3 separate regions of the Zea mays genome follow, and all the other regions are linked to region 1. The links are chromatin contacts, called in public Hi-C maps. All regions are on one chromosome and are shown on one strand. The core of a region is the stretch at or near the end of the contact, and the rest is flanking DNA. Distances in the headings are between cores, read along the strand shown. Region 1 holds the start of LOC100277664. Region 2 holds the start of LOC103635734 (phospholipase A1-Igamma1, chloroplastic). Region 3 holds the start of LOC542182 (RING/U-box superfamily protein).

Evidence for each region. Hi-C and Micro-C count contacts between places; a contact is called where the count stands out from the background.
Region 2: a Hi-C map of tassel shows a contact between it and region 1, with 2.1 times the contacts expected there. The contact joins the promoter of LOC103635734 here to the promoter of LOC100277664 in region 1. A contact is called at or near these places in 2 of 25 Hi-C or Micro-C datasets (ear and tassel).
Region 3: a Hi-C map of leaf shows a contact between it and region 1, with 2.0 times the contacts expected there. The contact joins the promoter of LOC542182 here to the promoter of LOC100277664 in region 1. A contact is called at or near these places in 2 of 25 Hi-C or Micro-C datasets (both in leaf).

Annotation. Positions count from the first base shown.
Region 1 is chr8:116,437,376-116,441,924 of Zm-B73-REFERENCE-NAM-5.0, reverse strand. LOC100277664 reads right to left here and starts at 1,541. Exons shown (of 1, transcript NM_001151171.2): 1 at 1-1,541. The coding sequence starts at 960.
Region 2 is chr8:116,306,629-116,311,398 of Zm-B73-REFERENCE-NAM-5.0, reverse strand. LOC103635734 (phospholipase A1-Igamma1, chloroplastic) reads left to right here and starts at 2,195. Exons shown (of 2, transcript XM_008658116.2): 1 at 2,195-3,705. The coding sequence starts at 2,318.
Region 3 is chr8:116,244,861-116,249,685 of Zm-B73-REFERENCE-NAM-5.0, reverse strand. It overlaps LOC542182 (RING/U-box superfamily protein), which reads right to left and starts at 2,459. Exons shown (of 6, transcript NM_001305873.1): 1 at 1,989-2,459; 2 at 461-1,318; 3 at 185-379. The coding sequence starts at 2,189.

The DNA of each region.
Region 1 (4,549 bases), core at 292-2,791:
GGACAACGACACCGGACCGACGCCAATGCCGCTGGCAACGGCCGGCACGTCGGGGAAGCCCACGCCGCCAGCCCCGCCAAAGGTGAGCAGACCCGAGTGGCTAGGCGACGACTGCATCGATGACGGGCAGCTCGCCGTGGCCCGCTTCTGGCGCGGGAACCAGAGGTTTCCGGAGAAGGAGCTGGAGTGCGCGTACTTGTTGCCGCCAACCTCTGCTGCCGCCTCCACCACTGCCGCGACGGCGTCGCCCTTTTTCTTGCGGATGGAGAAGGTGAAGGGCTTCTTGAACCTCTGCTGCGGTTGGCTGTTGCCGTTGACGACGTTGTTCTGGTTCTTGTTGGGGATCTGGGAGAGCCTTTCGTAGAGCGGTTTCACCTTCTTAGCGTACTTCTTGATCACCTCCTTGGCGAGCGACTTGGACGGCTGCTTCTTCGCGGCCGGAGCGCCGGCGCCGCCGCGGTGGAAGACCGAGGAGAAGCGCGTGGCGAAGGACGAGAGGTACTGCTTCCCGGTGCGCTTGGCGGGTGGCAGCAGCCCCGCGGCGGCCGACGGCGGATGCAGGTGGCGGTCGTCCTCGGTGGCGGAGCTGGGGCGAGACGACGAGGCCGCCGAGTCCGGGCCCAGGAGCGCGCCGCAGTCGGCGGAGAAGGACGACGACGTGCTGCCGTTGGAGTCGCGGGAGGAGGAGTTGGTGGAGTCGGACGCGGAGGCGGACGACGTGGACGCCGAGGACAGCAGCAGCGTGCGCACCATGGAGATGCGCGGCGATAGCTGCAGCGGCAGGAGCTGGCCCTTGTAGAAGAGCTCGTCGGCCGGGCACAGCTGCTCCGCCGACCGCTGCTTGGACGCCGGCGACAGCGTGACCGTGAACTCGAACTCCGACGACGAGGCCGAGGACGACGCCGGCGACGGGAACGACTTCGCGCCGCCCACGCCCCTGTTGCCTCTGGTCCTGCCCATGGTACGTGTGCCGTTACAGACTCATGGCGTTGGGGGAGTGACGGAGAGGCGCGGTGGAGGCGGCCAGCATAGCGAGCCAGCGAGGAGACGGAGACGGGAGGAAAGGTAAAAACTTTTCGGGGGTGGGGAACCTGACGTCTTTATGTGACTGTGAGGGGTCGCACCTGCGCCGAGTTGAGGCCGGCAGGGACGGGGGCCATGACGCTGACGGCCGCGATCGCATGTGAGCGATGACTGATCACTTTCCATAGACGCCTGGACGGGGACTCGAGTCGGCACGTAGGAGTATAGGTGTCAACTGTCAACTACGACGAAGCAAGGCAATGCTATCCACGAGCTTCACTTGTCGAAGTACTCCTGAGAGACAAAAAAAAAAGAAAAGAAAATGCGTCCTTTTTGTTCCTATAATTTTACTGAGAAGGAGATATGCATCGAATGATCGATAGCGGACGTAGCACGACAAGACTGTAGATGCAGTTGATACAGACCGGTTTGAAGCAGCCTAACAACCGCATCGTTAGACACAGACCGGTTGAAGCAGCGTAACAACCGGTGCCTGCTACACAAAGAAACCTGATTTCAAGAAGAGAGAACGCTACTATGGCCGAGGCCGACGTAGCAAGAAAAGCAGCTGCGCTTTATGAAGCTGGCATGTGGCATGCACTGCACTGCACCCACTTCCTTCTTACACCCATGAAAAGGTGGACAAGTCACTGGAGCGCAGCAACACATGCAAATTTGCAGTGGCACAGTTCCTGTTCCTGGATTCCTGCATGCAGCTACCAAGGAAAGGAACTAGCCCGTGTTTGTTTCAGCTTTTTGGAGCTTCGGCTCACCAAAAGCTGCTGCGAACTGCCAAACGCTCAGCTTTTTAGTCAGCTTCTATAAAATTCATTTGAGTAAAAGTCATTCAAAATTAACATAAACACATAATCAGTTGAGTCGTTGCAATAGTATGAATCCGTCACTTTCTATATCCTGAGTCTTATGGACACTTTTATCTTCCTCAGCACGTAATCCTAATAATACTAAGATTCTCCTCACAGCTAGATTCTCCTCACAGACAGATTCTCAGAAAAGCTGGTCAGAAAAAAGCTGAACCAAACATGCCCCTAGCCTGCTCACTTGGCATGGCAATCGCCATGCATCGTGCTGTGTCACCTGTTGAGATCCCATCCCTGTCGACGCCGGCCGCCGGCGACTTCGGTTTGCCAGAGTTGTCGTAGTTCGTCATTGTTTGTTCTTTTTTTTTTAAAAAAAATCTTCTTTCGATGCTGTTGTTTGTCCAGTCTAAATCTTCTTCGTTATTTGTCGACAGCTCTCCTGATTCTATTCGTTTAATTTCCTGCCGCCAACACACACACACACACAAAAATGCCAGGCAGTAATGAAATACGGCCGGGGCCGGGGCCGGGGCCGGGGTAGATCTCGGCAAGTCTACAGAGGTTGCCTCCATTCCACTCCTGCGACGTTGTTGAATGCCGAGCGGTCGTTCTCAATTGTTCAGTGTTTCCTCCATAAACTGTTGCAACGGCAAGGTACTGTAGCATTAACTAACCGTTGGACCATGTATTTTACTCCTCCTCCTCCTACGGACGCTACTGTTGAGAAACCTAATGGGCCTAACGGGCCAAAGAAGGCCCATATACCTGTAATCCTACTTTTAGCTTAAAATAGAGGAGTCTTCTTCACCGTGTAAATCAAGATTAAACCAAGACTAGAAAGGGTGAAATACAGCCACAAGTAATTTACTCGTTTGTCTCAAGAGTCCTTCGACTACATTTGGTAGCAAATGATCCTTAATACGTTATCGGCACACATTTATCTAAATCATGTGAAACTACACCTTCTTTTTATTTTGTTCAAGGTAATACTTTATTTATCGAAGTGTTTATTCTTCTCATGACTACTTTATTCATTTTGTAAAATGGATTGCACGAAGTAAACCTAACCATTGGATCTATCATGTGTAGCCGATCGATATTGTGAACCGTCCATTTAAGGGTGTTAGCCCGCGGTACCAAAATTGCCTCACACAGGTATCTGATGTAAAAATAGCACTTGGAAGGAAAAAAAAAGCTCAAAGTTGCCATCGGGGTTGGCAACAAAGAAGTAGCTGCTGATGAGCAGAATTACCAAGCGCTACACTTTCTTTAGCACCACCATCTCTCACCAACCGTAAAAAAATATGAATATATGGTAGAGAGAAAGGCTAACAAACTTTCAACCATGCAGAAAAATCGATTTGAAAAGATAAACAACACAATCTTTCCCTAAGCACAACAAGATTGGGCTCACCTTCGGTCCGCTGATTCCAAGACTGTGGCCGAATATAATTCGCCATTACAGTCTATTTGCACCAACCTATTCCCATGTAGTAAGAATATCATAGAAGATGAAAAGATAGAAAAGACCTTGTCCACTTTTCATTCGAATGTCACTCAAAGTGCCTGCAACTATCGTCAAGACGCTTACATGAAGTTCAATAACTTGATTGATATCATGCGAGTAAATGAGACACACGATAAAGTATCGAAGACAAACTTCAATGATTATTCCAATGGCAAAGGTATTAGCACTAAAGTTAATGCAATCTCATACAAGATATAGGAAAGCCCATTCAAAGGAAGAAGCAATTTATAGTCATGGAAAAGGCAAGAAGCAATTTATAGTCGAACATCCTCATACTCATGAGAACAAATAAAAAGAAGCTACAATAGAAGCCATACGGTCTGCAAGACCAAGCATGCTATAAATGTGGCATTTAGGGACATTGGCCCAAGGTATACCGTCTGCAAAAGCACATTGTTGAAGGATACAAGGCGAAAAACATGCACAAGAAGAAAGTTGAGGCACATTTTACCATGACTGTCAACAATGAAGTCAACTTAGAAGAGCCCATGCCTAAAGCATCTTTCCTAGCTCTTGATCTTGCAAATGAAGTAAAAATGATTTCAAAGGAAGAAAACACCTACACATATGAAGTAGAGGCTGATAGTGATGCCTTCCTTTATTCTATTTGAAGCGCTTGGATGCACACTTATCCCAAAAATTGAGAATAACTTTTGTTTAATGGTCAATAAACTCTATGAGAGCATTATTACTTTTTACTTTCATGAATGAAATTGAATAGCTTTGATTTAATATGAAATTTTTTACGGTATGGGCGACCCCTCCCATGGGGCTCGGGCGTACGGCCAGCCTCTCGGCCTCGACTTCGGCTCTCAGCAGGAAATAAGCAAGCACAAGTCAACAACAGATTACACTGTCATATCACTCACAGGACGCCATCTCCCTTGGGAATACGACGGCCCCGGGCTTCACAGCATACATCTCCTAGGTGTATAAATAGGGCAGTAGTAGTCCCTTCAAGGGCAGGCGAACACTTAGTAGTTTTCCACCAAGTCTTTCGATACTGACACTTGCCTCAATCGGTTCTAGGGACTTGGGGACTTCCCCTCTCCCGCTGTGCTTGTAATCCCTACTACGGACACCCCGGTGCGAGTAATATAAGCATCATTCCCCCTCTGCTGGAAGTAGGGCTTTGCATTGCCCGAACCAGGATAAACTGCTTGTGTTAACTCGCACA
Region 2 (4,770 bases), core at 946-3,445, 130 kb after region 1:
TGGGGAATAACCATTATAATTAGGTTCTATGTATTCTGCACCGGACCGTTTGGCCAAATATGTAGACTATCCGGCTATGTGTGCGGACTGTCCGGCCGCATGGCCAGACCATTCAGGGATGTATTCGAACTGTCCGGCATGGATGGTCTGAATTGTTCGTTCAGGGTTTGTGAGAGATGTGGCGGTCCAGGTGTGGGTTTCAGTAATTCAGTTCTAAAAACGGGGTCGGCCGCCGTTGGCCCGGAAGGTCCACGCTCTCGTGCGGACGGTTCGATCGTGCGCAGATCGGTGGGTTTACCCCCAATTTGCATAGGAGGGTGTGGTTGTCTATGATATGTGTCTATCAGCATCCCGTAAAGGGGTTGTGATTGGTCATGCCAATCTGTAGCCGATGAATCGCGTGTGTTTTCTCCAGATTCAACCTTGTGCGAAGGAAAATTAGCGACAATAGATTTATCAAATGCGCGTGCTAGCCTCATATAATCATTTTTGCATATCCACAATGGTCTATTGCATTTGGTCTCGCTGCTCATCTATGTATGCTCTAAGAGATTGAATTTCATTTGTTTCGCTTACCTTGGGGGTTGCTGTAGCAGATCGAAGTGAAGCCAGATCAGTCGCCCGCTGCCGGACGACCTTGTGATTCCTATCCACTTTGAAGTTTGAAGTTGGCCAAGAATTTCGTGTGTGCTTCCTTTATCAGCTGCTCCTTGTGTTCTTCGAACTCATGCTAATCTTCAGCCGGCAGAGTTTGTATAGTCAGCTCGATGATGTTGCTGGGAGAGACGTGAGAGCTATCTTTTGAACAGACCATTAAGGACCGTTCTGATAGATCTTCACTGATTTCCCCAGCGGAGTCGCCAAAAAATGTGTTGGTACCGATCCAGGCGCCAATCACTGTGATGTGTATTGGTGACGGTGCTTTATGTGAAACGTAGACGGTCCACTGCTGAGGGTCGGACGGTCCTTGACCTGGCGTAGGGGCTAGGGTTTATGCTGACGAGTCAAACGGTCCGCGCCTGATGGCTAGATGGTCCGCGCGGGCGCAGAGGCGACGGGTCCACCAACAACACCTAGATCTCGCTCTTGGGAGGGACCCCGTCGAGGAGAGATTCTAGGGTTTGTCTTAGGGTCAGCAGGCCACCTAAGACACCTCTAAACGACGTGGAGTCTAAGAGAGACGGAGATTAGAGAGGGAAAACTATGTTACTATCTACTCCTAGAGCAAAAATGTAAAGAACGGAAAGTATATTGATTGTTTGATCGATTGTTGGTGATTGCAATCGGTCGTACCCCTTAATATATATAAGGGAGAAAGTTTGGACTCGTTACTAGGCGTCTCCCAACAACAACCGTGGATTTAGAGGATAAACTCGCACAGAAAACGATTATTTGCGTCTGATTCGATTTATTCGCGGACTGTCCACGCCTATAGATGGGCCGTCCGTGGGCCACAGCATCCGGTCCTCAAGACCGGACCGTCCGGCCGTGACCAGTGCCACAAATGCTTCTCAACATGATGTGCATCATGGTTACCCGGATGTGTGTGTTTAGTTTTCTCCATAACTTGAGCTAGTCATATTGGCTCTAGCCTTGACAAGGCAACTCGTGAGGTAAGGTCAGCAACAAAACAAACACGCCCCTCGCGTGGTCAACTGATCATGACCTTATATTGATGGCAGTTCAATAAAATAGGGATTTGCTAAATCACATGCGTCTAATTTTTGCTTTATTTTCGGGAGATAGTATCTAATCTGAATCCAACAATAAAAAGTATCCTAAACTTTATATTTTTAGGACCAAACATCTCTGTTGCTGTTAAAGGGGCGTTTGGTGTCCTGACTTTAGTAAGTGTCAAAATAAATGTTTAAATATCAATTACGAGTATTAAAAATAAGTTTAGTTATGCTTAATAATTCGTCTCGCTGTTTAGCTTTTATCTATATAATTAATTTTATAAATATTTAATACTTGTAATTCCCTTTCAAAATCTAAAGTAAACTACTGCGACCAAACATACCGGTCAGCACTCAGCCGTACAATAGGAAATGTGAAATACAGTAGGTGAGCGCAAAAGCTTGAGTACAATGGCAATACTCTACCGATATCAAACCAATGTGACGTCAATTCAAGTCTAAGGAGTACTGATATATTGAATAAAATAGTACTTATTATCACTGAGGCTAGCTACCCGCTGCGTTGACGTCCAGCTCCTGCTCGTTGGTCGCTGGTGGGCACCAGCACAAAACTGGGTCTCCTCGGTTCTTCTCCTCGCATCCAGCAGACCGCAGACGACGACTACCTCAGCCGCCTTCCAATGGCGCCCCTCTCCTGCCGCGACCTTCCCGCCCGGCTACCGACTCTTCCCCACCATGCTAGCACTCACCCACACCTCTCCTTCCTATCGGGCGGCCCAGCCCCTCGCCGATGGCGATCACTCACCACCTCAAACACTCTGCGGCTTCGCTTGGCGGCCACTAAGGACGACGCGGTCGCCTCCCTCGTCGGAAGGCTCGAGCACGACGTGGCGAACGCCCAGTACCGCGACGACGTTCTGGAAGAAGAAGACGAAGAGCAGCGGGAGGAGGAAGAAGAGGAGCAGCAGTTCCTTGACGACGACAACGCTCGGCGCCGCGGCGCGGGGAAGCATCGGGACGAGCTGCGCAGTCGGTGGCGCGAGATCCACGGGTGCGACGACTGGGCGGGGCTCCTGGACCCCATGGACCCGCTGCTGCGGTCGGAGCTGATCCGGTACGGCGAGCTGGCGCAGGCCTGCTACGACGCCTTCGACTACGACCCGTCGTCCCGCTACTGCGGCAGCTGCAAGTACTCGCGGCGCGACTTGTTCGAGCGGCTGGGCATGGCGGACGCGGCGCGCGGCTACGTGGTGTCCCGGTACCTGTTCGCGACGTCCAACATCCGGTTCCCCAACTTGTTCCCGCAGTCCCGGGCGGGCGCCAGGATCTGGAGCCAGAGCGCGAGCTGGATCGGGTACGTGGCCGTGTCCACGGACGAGGAGAGCGCGCGGCTGGGGCGGCGCGACATCGCCATCGCGTGGCGCGGCACGGTGACGCGGCTGGAATGGGTGTCGGACCTCATGGACTTCCTCCGGCCCGTGGCGGAGGAGGGCATCCCGTGCCCGGACCGGGAGGTGAAGGTGCTGGCCGGGTTCGTGGACCTGTACACGGACCGGGACCCCAGCTGCCGGTTCTGCAAGTACTCGGCGCGCGAGCAGGTCCTGACGGAGGTCCGCCGGCTGGTGGGCCGCTACACGGCGGCGGGGGAGGACGTGAGCGTGACGGTGACCGGGCACAGCCTCGGCAGCGCGCTGGCCATGCTGAGCGCCTACGACATCGCGGAGACCGGCGCGAACATGGAGGCCGCGCCCGTGTGCGTGTTCTCGTTCGGGGGCCCGCGGGTGGGCAACACGGCGTTCAAGCGGCGCTTCGAGGAGGAGCTCGGGGTGAGGGCGCTGCGGGTGGTGAACGTGCACGACAACGTGACGCGGATGCCGGGGATCCTGCTGAACGAGGGGGCGCCCGAGGTGGTGCGGCGCGTGGCGGAAGGCCTGCTGCGTGTGCCCTGGTGCTACGCCCACGTCGGCGTGGAGCTGCCGCTCGACCACAAGCGCTCGCCGTTCCTCAAGGACACGCTGGACCCCGCGTGCTACCACGACCTGGAGGCGCACCTCCACCTCATCGACGGGTAAGCAGCCACCTAACCTTAACAGTAACAGACAGCGTCGCCGTCGTCGCTTCATTGCTTGACATCTTGAGACAAGCTATCACCAGGCAGAGCGGTTGCGGCTGCGGCTGTGTCGTGCGATTAGACGGCGATATTAACTAGCGCGTCATCAGCCAGGCATGCATGCAAGGACCTAGCAATTGGGCTGACTCTGGCCTCCATTTTTTATGAGAGAGAGAGAGAGAGTGACTTGACTGTGTTTTTTTTAAACAAACGTGCGCCTTGTGCTGTGCATTATTTTTTTTCAAATATAAAAAATTGATTAGGTTTGGTTGGAGACAAATTAAATGTGTGCAAATTGTGCATGCAACGTTGCAGCCATTATATTGGTGTCGTGTCGTGTACGAATAGATTATATAGATAGATAGACTAGTTGAGACGAACATCGAATCGAATCATGGGGAAGGAGGAGCCTAGTGGCCTACATGGCATGGGCTCAAGTGCTCAACTAACAGAGTAGTAACAGATATGACAGCCTAGTCACCAGATTGCACGGAAAGGATGATGATGAACGAGGGGATCTGATCCAGTCGTACACCACCTCCAAACCGATCGGTGCAAGATGCTCAACGCACAGTTGTTTAAAGAGATTCCAGGCTTGTGAGGTTTGGAGGTAGATGACGATTTTTTTAGTGTTGATGACGAATATATGTATCAAATGCACATTTGAAGGCCCTACCGTCCACGTGGTGATCGATCTCTTTCTCCCCATCCCCTCCTCTCAGCCATAGCCATAGGTTTGATTGGTTCGGGCTTTTTCTAAGAAGCTTTTCTGAAAATCTTGTCATGAAGAGAATCTGGATATCGAGTGAATCTATCTAAGGACTTGTTTAACAGAGCTTCGTTCCATAATTCTATAGCTCCGAGAGCTAATTCTCTAATAGAGTGATTCCAATTGATTCTCTAGCACAAAAACCTTTTGGCAAATAGACTGTTAAGTGATTCCTGAGGGGTTAGAGAGTAGAGAGTAGATTAGGGGTGCGGTGGGAAGCATGTTTTTTGCCTCCCACTTTCTAGTACAAAATA
Region 3 (4,825 bases), core at 1,210-3,709, 190 kb after region 1:
AAAGTAATAACCACAAGGATGCAAGTTAGTATCCTTCTTCAGTCAAGAACATTACTATTAATCTAATGATATTATTAGTACCTTTTGTATCTATTTGATCAAACTTGATATTGATTGACTTATTAAAAGCGAGAATTACAATCATTTTTTGGACAGAGGCAGTACGTATATTTGCACAACGTACCTCAAATAGTGCTTCTGCTAACATAACAATTCTTGATATGCTAGCCCTTGTGCTAGTTTCTTCATCAGGATTGCCTTGTCGACTACCTGTTCTGCAGTTGCAAGTTCCTGTTCTATGCTGACCAGATAGTATGCAGGACCTCTCATGACCAGATAAATTTTCAAACCTGCTGCCCAACCTTTGCAGAGCTCTGACCTATTAAGAAAAAAAAACTCATAAACTTATAATTCTTAGAGGTAATAAGCAAGGCTAAAATAAAGTTTAAGTCCAAACTACCTGAGACCGTATCCTCCGCCTCCTCTCAAGAAAAACTGATCTACGCTCCAGTAGGTCACTATTACTGGCCTGCCTCTCAGAGCTCAAGTTGTACAGACCATTGGTTGAAGGATCAGAGCGCGATTCTGAACTCCTGTCTGAATTAGTCCTTTGCATTACTGCTGAATCTTGCCTAGCACTAGCATTTCCAGACAACCATACCGCCCTATCGTAAAGAAGGGCAGGGGTGAATAACCCATCTGAGAATGGAGGCCGTTTGAGGACTCTGTCCCGAAGCCGCCCAACACTTAATGTTCGGCTAAACCGAACACTGCCTTCAAAAGGTTCCTGAGATCCCATCCTTCTGTAGGAGTTCCTCAAGATAGCATCTTCAGATTCTTGCAGATTTCTTCTAGCCTGACGAGCTGCTCTAGCTTGTGCCGTGACACTATCTCTAAGCATGTCTAGAGTCGAATCAATCCCAGCAGTTGGTGCACTACCCTGCTGGGAGATGACTGTATCAGAAGAGTCATCCACATCACCCCGACCTTCACCTGGGTTAGCAGAAGTCGGGAGGCCAGATGACAGAATAGAGCAGGCTACTGATGATCCCAAGCTGACAGCTCTACTCAACCCAAAGTTGACACCAAAACGTGGCCTTGACCTCCCAGAAGGATCTGTCAATTGACTGGCTGCTGTTAAAGTGTTAGTGGCAGCAGCATTCTGTAGCACGCCATCATCTTGATCTCTTTCCCTATCTGATGAAGGTAGTGTTATCTCTTCACCGGGATGAGACTTAGGCGTTGCAAGAACATCTTCATCAGATTTTGTAGTGTGAGTGAGTGAAGGTAGGCTTGCAGTCTCCCCTCCCTTGTTACACTAGAAACATACAAATGCATCATTTAAGACTGAATCCAACAGTTTACCATAGTTTACCTAGACTGCGCTGTTCACATAGTGGAGTTTGGATATAGGTACGGGGATGGGCAGTCTAATTATAGCAGAAATGAAGACTTTGATCCAAAACTGTAACGGCAACTCAATTAAAAAACTACAGATAAATGAAGTTTAGAATTCCAACAAAGCAACATATCTAGTTCCAACAAGTTGTACTATTCATTCATAAATCATAATAGTACATTTTAGTACTCCATTTTTTTGAGGGGTAGTGCACCACAGTTCATACGCAAGGAGTTCAAAAATATTTGACATGATCGAAACTAAACAGGCAATCAAAGAGAAAGAAGATAATTTACGGAAAGAAATTTTTGTAGCACATCCAATCAAACAGAAGTTCAGAACTCAGTTTCCAAAAAAAAAATATGGTTCAGAATTCAGTTACTGCAATTTGAAACCAAATTATGGAGCCATTGAACAATCTCGAATCCCCAGAAATGCTCGCTCAGAAACCGAGGCTAGCAAACTCACAGCGACAAGATCTAACACGTATCCGCGCTCCATTTGTGAAAACACCCTTCCTTCGCCTGATTCGCCGCATTCCAACACGCACAGATTCGAAAGCACCGCGAGGGAAAGGAAACACCCTTACCTCGACGTCCACCGCCACTGCGGAAACGTCGCAATCGCAAGGCGTCGTGGAGCCACGGAAGCAGGAGGAACTCGGCAGCGGCAGCAGGCTCCTCCCCCTCCTCGCCTTCTCGCTACCATTTGGCCTCTTACCCTCGCCGCCCGCCTCCGCCGCCGTGGGCGACGTGGAGGAGGTGGTTGCCTTGCTGCTCCCAGATCCCATCACGCACCAGCCAACACCCCCCGCGCCGCGCCTACAGTTGCACGGATCGGTCCAGACCGCCCGCCATTGCTCCGCCTCCACGCCTCGCTCCCCCGGGCCAGTGCCTGGGTGCGGGTGGCCGCATGCGCGACGCCTCGGTGGGCGGGAACGGGGACCTCGGCAGCTGTAGCTTCGTTCGTCTTTCCTTCCACCGCTTCAGACGCTAGCGTAGCTTGGCTACATACACGCTAGGCGAAGAGAGAGATGGTTCGGTAAAACTACCCGATACGATGCGTCCTTGCGTTGATTGGAGTGTTGTTTGATTGAGTGGTTACTCGTCCGAATAATGGCGTGTATTGTGCACTTTCAAACTACTACTACTCTCTCTGTCTTATTAGTTGTCTTTTTAGATAATATTTTAGTCAAACTTATAAAATTTTGGCTACAAATAATTATTTTATTATGTAGTTTTAAAACACAATGTTTATATGCACCGATTTGTATTAACAAGTACTTTATAAAGTATAAATATATTAAAAATTTATTTGTATTTTAAAGAAAAAGACATTGGTCAGAGTTATATTTTGGGACCACGTCGTTGTCCTAAATGACAATTAATAGTACACCAGAGAGAGTAATAGATAGTACAACTTTGAGTGTCTTATGTCTAATTATGCGACCGTGTCCGCCGCGACAGCCCCGAGGGTATGTACAACTTTATTTACGTCACGTTTAAATGTACTAAACCTAATAGTTAAAGCAAATATAATAAGATGATGTAGATAAACTATAAGATATACATTAGGATGTTGTTTGGTTTGGTAGGATGTCACGTTATTTGATTACAATGGCAATTGATTAAGTTGTATTGCGCTTGGCCTGTTTGGTTCAGTTTTTTTCTGACCAGCTTTTCTGAGAATCTGGCTGTAGGAAGAATCTAGCTATGTAGAGAATCTGAGTATCATTAGGATTACGTGCGGAGGAAGATAAATGTGTCCATAGAACTCAGGATCTAGAAAGTGACGGATTCCTATTGTTGCAACGACTCAACCGATTATGTGTTTATGTTGATGTTGAATGGTTTGTACCCAAACGAATTTTATAGAAGCTGACTGAAAAGCTGAGCGTTTGGCAGTCCGCAGCAGCTTTTGGTGGCCAGAAGCCCCCAAAAGCTGAAACAAACAGGGCAGTTGAGTCGTTGCAATAGTAGGAATCCATCACTTTCTAGATCCTGAGTCCTATGGACACCTTTATCTTCCTCCGCACGTAATCCTAATGATACTTAGATTCTCTACACAGCCAGATTCTCGCAGCTTCTGGCCACCAAAAGCTGCTGCGGACTGCCAAACACTCAGCTTTTCAGCCAGCTTTTATAAAATTCGTTTGGGTAAAAAACATTCAAAATCAACATAAACATATAATCGGTTGAGTTGTCACAATAGTAGTAATCCGTCACTTTATAGATCCTGAGTCTCATTGATAACTTTATCTTCCTCCGCACGTAATCCTAATGATACACAGATTCTCTACAGAGCCAGATTCTCCCCACATCTAGATTTTCGAAAAAGATGGTCAGAAAAAAGCTGAACCAAACAGACCCATGTACTACCATGTAGTTGGATACGGACTTATAGAAAATGGAGTGTTATCCAATACCCCTCCCATCAAAGTGCAATAGTATAGTAGGACTTACCTGAGCTGAACCAAACAATCTAAGTAATAGCTTACTTCTTTTTCATTTGCAGCGTTATCAAATAGCGTTTACGTTACCGGTCAAATTCTACAACCAAACAATCCCTAGATTTACATTGATACAAAAGAAAGAGAAATACAGAGAGAATGGACTCCAAGAGAGATTGTGAGGGGAAGAGATGGACCAAATATTAAATGTACATCTTGTGTGATTGACTAAACTTTTTAGTTGGCTATATGTGATATGTCAACATCATAAAGCCCTGATGTGGCCTATATTATTAGACTTGCTCTTAGTTGGCTAAAAGGTTGATAGTAAAACTAGATAATTAATACACCATATGTCCCAATTTATAATTTGTTTGATTTTTTACCAAGTTTGACCATCTCATCATATTCAATTTTTTGAAAAATGGAAAATTCAAACCCATACTTAAATTATATTACATGTTAAACGATATCATTGTAAAAATTATTAATAATTATGATTTTTTAAATAAGATGAGTCGTTAAAACTTGGGGTAAAAAAGTCAAACAAATATAAATCGGAACTGAGAGAGTAAATAGTTTGCTAATTATTAGTTAACTAGGTCAGTACCCGTGCGTTGCAACGGGAACATATAATACCATGATAACTTATATACAAAATGTGTCTTATATTGTTATAAGAAAATATTTCATAATCCATTTGTGATCCTAGCCATACATAAATTTTGTTATTTTAATTTAGTTGTTTCACTACTACATTGCAACCATCAGTATCATGCAGACTTCGATATATGTCATGATTTGCATGGTCTCATTATTGGAGAGCACGTGCCACACCTGCCGGTAGAAGTTCCGTCGTACATCGTTAGTCATCAGGCACGCACCACCATACACGCTTGCTTAAACAAAAAATGCAAGTGTGTGTTTGCGAAGAGAATTAAAGGCAGGCCGGCACAAAAGGTACCCCGACGATGGCG